Regions from separate parts of the Mus musculus genome. Here region 1 is linked to region 2. A link is a contact called in public HiChIP or PLAC-seq data. All regions are on one chromosome and are shown on one strand. The core of a region is the stretch at or near the end of the contact, and the rest is flanking DNA. Distances in the headings are between cores, read along the strand shown. Region 1 has its middle 28 kb from the start of Smoc1. Region 2 holds the start of Med6 (mediator complex subunit 6).

The links. HiChIP or PLAC-seq counts read pairs in DNA pulled down with a chosen protein or histone mark.
Region 1: an H3K4me3 HiChIP or PLAC-seq map of embryonic forebrain shows a contact between it and region 2, with 5 times the contacts expected there. The contact joins the enhancer-like site here to the promoter of Med6 in region 2. A contact is called at or near these places in 2 of 39 promoter capture datasets (both in embryonic stem cells), 3 of 484 Hi-C or Micro-C datasets (the G1E-ER4 cell line, cerebral cortex and embryonic fibroblasts), 6 of 115 datasets of contacts at active chromatin or transcription factors (the NIH/3T3 cell line, the SCID.adh cell line, embryonic forebrain and 3 more) and 2 of 9 other capture datasets (embryonic stem cells and liver).

The regions. Positions count from the first base shown.
Region 1 is chr12:80,997,555-81,000,736 of GRCm38.p6, forward strand. No RefSeq gene overlaps it. Among named protein-coding and RNA genes, the nearest start is that of Smoc1, 28 kb to the right of the region's middle. Within about 2 kb of position 1,252, at least 50 of the 459 cell types and tissues checked have an H3K27ac peak or open chromatin away from gene starts, as enhancers often do. A contact at or near this core is called in embryonic forebrain, where this site is marked.
Region 2 is chr12:81,593,399-81,596,773 of GRCm38.p6, forward strand. Med6 (mediator complex subunit 6) reads right to left here and starts at 1,610. Exons shown (of 8, transcript NM_001347384.1): 1 at 1,542-1,610. The coding sequence starts at 1,563.

The DNA of each region.
Region 1 (3,182 bases), core at 2-2,501, 600 kb before region 2:
GAGGTTTGTTATTACTTAATTTATCCTCGTAAACCCTCTGTGTTATAAGTGGAGGAACTGAGGCACACAGGGCCTCGGAAAGTTCACCAGGGCCACAGCATCAGTACGTGGGGCAGCAAGGCTTTTGTACCCTGCCACATGCTCGGCACCGTGTGCACTATGCACCCTGTGTATAGTTTCTCCATGTTCTCCATAGCCCTTTGAGCGTGGTGTGATGGACTCTGCCATGCACCTGAGGACTCAGATTTATATAGTTTGCCCAAGGCTATAATTTTACAGGGGCCATGATTCAAATGTGAATTTCCATCTTGCAGGTGCCTGGGGGGTATCAGACAGGGGAGGAGGCCAGGATGACCTTTCCCCTCAGTCACAGTCTTAGGAAGTCATGCAAATGCCTGCCTCATGTCTTTGATTTGTAGCAGGAGTGGGAGGGTGTGTGTGGGAGTGTGTGTGTGGGAGTGTGTGTGTGTGACAGATTTAGACCCAGATGTCAATTTGGGAAAACACTTGAGGATTTGATTTTTTTAAAATAGCCCTCTAAATTGTGGTGTTGGGGAAAAAACAATTACCACCGCCTAAGCAAATGGGGCAAACAATCTTAAAAAACAAAAAAGGGGGGAGCACATTAAATCAGTTGTGGGAAAGCTCATGATGGTGTATTTTGCAGCTGTTTTAAAATATCACATTTTCAAAGACTATGAACGTACAAAAACTCCCTGATGTAAATAAAGGCAGGAGATACAACCAGATACACAATATGACTCTAATTATACAATGATAATTTTATTCATGACTTCTTATGCTCAAAGAAGACAACTAAGGGAAAATACTTGGTAGAGCTGATGGTTTGTTTTGGGCTGTGACATTAAAGGCTATTTAAATTGCTTTAATTATTTTGTTATGCACTTGCCAAATGTTTCACGAAACTGCCCCTCTCCATTTTGGGGTTGAAAATCATCGATGTGGCTTGCAAAACAAGGCATTTTAAAGATGGGGAAACTGAGTTTCAGATCCTCATGAGCAAGGTGGCTCAGGCCAATAGTAAGCCAGGTGTGTTTGCCCAGCTGGTCCTAGCCTATGCAAGGGGGTGCATACGTCTCCCACAGGCACGAGGGAGTGATGGCGCAGGAACTTGTGGCACCCTCCCCCAGGGGCACAGCTGGAGCGAAGCGAGGTGTGGGGGAGCAGCACTGGAGTGGGGGCTGGGTGGAAGCAAAGATTGGGGAACCTTTCAGAAATGGAAACCAGATGAGCCGTTCAAAGGGGAGCAAATTCTCCACGGCGCCCTCCTTTGTTGCGAGCGTGTGAGGCGGCGGCAGCTGCGCGCCTCGCTCCCAGCCCATGGCTCGATGGGGCGGACACGGATAACTGCATTAGATGCACTCAGCTCTTTTCAATAAAACGCTCTTGTTGAAGGCACAATAGGGGGAACGGGGCAGCAACCCCAGGCCGGGCTGGGGGCACCCTGCGTCCCCCTGGAGAGCGGAGAGCACACTCATTTTTCAGGCTCAGCTAATTGGCATTGGACCCGCTGCGCGGTTCCAAAGGAGAGGCAGGCTGCTCAAGTCCACTGTCACCGGAAATGAGGCCGTCCTCCACTCGGATCGTGGGTCTTTAGACGCAACCCAACCGCGGTGCAGCTGGCCCTGTAGGAGGTTCAGATGCCCTACGGAAGACAAAGAGGCCTGAAGGTTCTCCTAAGGGTTTCAGCTCCAAACACCCGGGAAAGAAGCAAGTGACAGCTCTAGGTATCAAATACAGTTTCCAGGCTGGGCCACTTCATGTGTGATGACCCAACTGTCACACCTTTTAAGTAGACTTATTTATTTATTTAATTATTAAGACAGGGTCTCTCTATGTAGTCCTGGGTGTCCTAAAACTCTCTAGGTAGACCAAGCTGGTCTTGAACTCCTAGCGATCCGCCTACCTCTTTTTATTCATTTTAAAAATCAGAATGTTTTCGCCAACCCCAGCACAGACTAGAGGACTGCTTTAACTCCAAATGCAATGTTTACCCATCTTTACAGATGTGCAAATCCAGGCTGGAAAGGCTGCAGGCTTGCTGAAATTGTACACCTGGAGTTTGAACCCAGGTGTGTATGACTTTAAAGCTGGGTGTTTGGCACTGTTGACATTTTAGCTGGGGTCTTTCTTGTGAGGGCTGTCTTGTGTGTGTCTGGATGTTTGACAGCATCCTTGGCCTCTGCCCTTCAGGTGTGACCCCATCCCCCCATGAGTTCAGATTTAGTCAAAAGCCACCCTCCCTTGGGGGAGCTGCCCTTGTTTAAATGGGAGAGCCACCATTTAAAGCACTCCTAACCTGCTGCGTGTGCTGGCAAGCGAGCCTTCTCTGGGCTCATTAATTTAATCTTTTTCGAAACAATAGAATTCCTCTTGGATTCTTAAACATCAGTCCTGTGGTTTGCAGAGCATGTGGCGGAAAGGGTGATTGGAATTAGACAAGGCCAAATTTCATACCGAATCTGAAGGAGCCCAGAGTGCAAGGAAACTTGACTTGGGTGTCTGTCTGCCCACATCCTCACAGGCCCCAATGGGCTAAGAGTGGCCACAGTCCCTCCAACTGTCCCCTTCGTTTCTCTTTACTAAGACTGTCTCAAGCCAGCGCTGGGCACTGGAAGAGCCTAAAACATCAGAGAAAGTCCTGGTGAAGGGTGGCATGAGGGAAGTGGACACTGCCAGGGCAAAAATAGAGCCTTAACCTGGCACTGAAATAAGTAAGGAGGGGACCTCATGTGGGGCAGCCTGTCCTGTTGCTGGTCCACTATTACTAGGAAGACCGTATAACCTGATTTTCACTTCTGACTGCAACTTGTGAGTGATTCTAAAATAGTCACCTCTATTCCCCAACCTACTATGGTGTTCAGTGGCTGTAACCTACTGATCATTTCTGTTTCCCAGGCCCCAAAGCTTACCCGAGCCACTCAAAAGCCAGTCCCAGGCTCCAGAGCCACAGAGACCGGAGACCTGTTTCAGGTCTCCATTTTTTCCTACGAGGTTGGGCTCCCATGTGTTCGTTCACGTTCCTAGTCCCACTCTGTGGATCTGATAGAAAGGTCATCACTGAAGACACCCGGGGGAGTTCATTTCCACACGAACAGGTGTTAGGGATCCCCAGGCTGTAGGTGTGTCCTCAAAACTTCTCGGCTGTACCCTTTGCGTTT
Region 2 (3,375 bases), core at 360-2,859:
TAACTAACCATTGGTAGGTAGGTAAGATCTATAATTATACATACAATATTATGCACATTAAATGCTTGGCACACTGTAACCCAATAACTGTTACAGTAGTAATGGTGGCATTTTCTCTGTTCTCATGGCAAATTTATATACTTTTATTACTAATTCTTTTTTTAAATTAATTTATTTTATAATTGCAAGTACACTGTGGCTATCTTCAGACAGACCAGAAAAGGGCATCAGATCCCATTACAGATGGTTGTGAGCCACCATGTGGTTGGTGGAATTTGAACTCAGGATCTCTGAAGAGCAATCAGTACTCTTAACCCGCTAAGCCATCTCTCTAGCCCCCTTATTACTAATTCTTATTCCATAACCAGAATCACAGATAATCTGCTCCCACTAAATTGTGAGTTTTTATTCATCAGGAATGAGCATAATAATCACTAAATGCTTCCAATCCATGCCTGAAGGTCAAGGCAAGTATGACTTACTTTATTATTCACAGATCTCAATCAATTTAAACAGCCTCATGTATCCATGGACATTCATCTACAAAAACTGAAATGAAAAGTCAAGTCTGAAAATAAAAGGTAAGTTGTGATCACTTCATAAACAGAATATACCAAAAACCAAGCAGATTTAACCTTCTCACTAATGCAGTCATCACTCTTCCAAGCTACCTCTAATTTCTGTCCATCCCAGAAAAGCCCTGGTTTCGTTTTGTTTTCCTTTTTTTGTTTCTAATTCTATCCCTGACTTTTACACTACTGTCAGCAGCTAAAATGATCTAGTAAAGAAATGCGTAAATGAAAAAAAAAAAAGACAAAGTCAGAATATGCCGTCCCTGTTGACTGTTCTCTCACATTTATCTTTCCAGATCTTCTCTTCTACATCTCCTCCCTATGCCAGCTTCTCTGCCATTCCTCTAAACACCAGACACATTACAATTACGCTAACAAATCTAAGTAATAAGCAATCCACTATGTACATGTATGAAATTGCCAAGAGGAAGAATGAAATATACACAAGCAAAAACAAACTGCTAAACAAAATGCTACCCGACCAAGAAGCTAGTAAGAGGTTGAGTCTCCATTCATTTATTTATTCTTACTCAATGAAAATATACCTCTACTGCTCAGCTTGCCGAAGGCAACCACTGAATGAATGATAAGTGAAAGGTATTATAGGCTAAAATTTAAAATTATTAATAAGAAGACGGGGATTTCTGTCCGGGGACCCATAAGGTGGGATCAGCCCTTATCTTATTCCACTTCTCTCTTCCGAAAAGCTATCCCTTCGCCCCGACATAACGCCCAGCATTGTGAGAGAAACCCCTAAATTGTTTCTAGTTTTTCCGCATCTACCCTTTTAAAGAGACTCGTCAGAAAACGGGAAAGCGCGACCCCTTTTCGTTAGATTAGAGCCTTAGGGTATCCAGGAGCCACTCAGAAGAACTTGAGAGACCTCACAAAAGAGGGTAACGCTGACTTCCGCAAGCTATGAAACCCCAGTAAACCACAATCTGGTAAGGGGAGCATAAAATTAATTACCTCGGATATCCACCGCCGCCATAATTCCAAAAGCGCTATAAGAGCCTCCTTCCGGCGCACAGTAAAGGCGATGACTACCGCGACGGAAGCGGAGGCTGCCGGCCGTACGGTTAGCGGGGAGGTCAAAAGTATTCACGCGGAGCGCGGCGGCAGGAAAAAAAAAAAGTGTTTGGGGGCGGGGATGAGACCTAAAGTGGGTGGAGCCGGGTTGAGCTTTGGTCGTTGGACACGGGCGGGAAAGAAGAAGGCGTGTCACAGGGTGGCGGCGGGGAGGGGAGGGGATTGGGACACGCAGAAGGATGGCGCAGGGAAGGCGGGGCCTGTAGACCTGTGGAGTAAGAAGATAAAGAATGACCCCCTCGCTTAGATGCCAAACTGCAGCTGGCAGAGGTTGTAGTAACAGAGCCAGAACAAAACAAACAAACAAAAAATAAGCAAAGCGTTAGGCCCAAACAGTGGGGAAAGTAATTTCATTTACAAGTAAAGAGGTTAAACAGAGCGCTGCCTCGTGCTCACTACTAACATTCTAAAATTCTCTAAACCAAGGCTTTCACTTGTAATCCCATCTCTCAGGAGGCAGAGCCAAGTGCATAACAAATTTGGGGCCAGCCTGGACTACACACAGAGACAGTATTTTTAAAAACCTCATGAGTATAAAAACAAACTGTTAGACTTAGGAGCTCCGTTTTTCACCTTATCTCAAGCAGAGAAAATCAAGAGACTTTGTTATTCCTGTTATTGAACCAACTAAAAACCTAAACCAGTTAAAAACCTGTAGCATTTTATGACTAAATTTCAAGAGATAGGAAGGGAATTCAGGGGTGAATTATTAACAAGATTAAAAAGAGAAAAGGAACTGGGCGTGGTGGCGCATGCCTTTAATCCCAGCCTGGTCTACAAAGTGAGTTCCAGGACAGCCAGGGCTATACAGAGAAACCCTGTCTCAAAATAAATAAATAAATAAATAAATAAATAAATAAATAAATAAATAAATAAATAAATCAATAAATAAATAAATCAATAAATAAAATTTTTAAATGAGAGAAAAGGAACGAAAAAACAACAACAAAAAAGAGAGAGAGAGAGAGAGAAGAGGAATTCCTTGAGTAGTGTCTAAACACTTGAAGGCAGGGAACAATTCTGTGATGTGAGGAAGCCATAGAAACCCACAACAGAACGTTCTGTCTCTAGTGTGGTTTTCTAAAAGCAAAATGATGGAGATGCTTACAAACAAGATACAGAAACTGAGAGGAGAACCCCAAAACCTGAAGGAAGGAACCTAAATTCACAAAACTAAGGACTACCTAGGCTCCCCCAGCATGTAACCAGAATCCACAAACAAGGCAGGAGAACCATTAATTTAACTGGGACTTTTCGACTCACAGATCAAAGAATTCCACATTTTAAATTCTCAGCATAATAAATACATCACACACACACACACACACACACACACACACACACACACACACACGTTGGTTTTCAAGACAAGATTTTTTAGCTGTCCTGGAACTTGGTTTGCTGACTAGGCTACCAAGCTGGCCTTGAACTCACAGAGATCTACTTGCCTCCGCCTCTCAAGTGCTGGTATTAAAGGTGTGGGCCACCACATCCAGAGAAAACATATTTCTTGTTCACTTCAATTTGTGAACTAGGATTTTATACCGGAAATGACAAAGAAGTGTGTCCAAACTGCTCTGCTTTTCTGTTTGGTTTGTTTCTTTGTTTTTATTCGGATAGTTTCAGCAGGAAAAGGCAAGCTTTTGGGTTTTGTTTCACTGATCTTGTTTCCTTATGTCTTTAGAAGATTAGGAAAGGCTGTGGCAACACACAG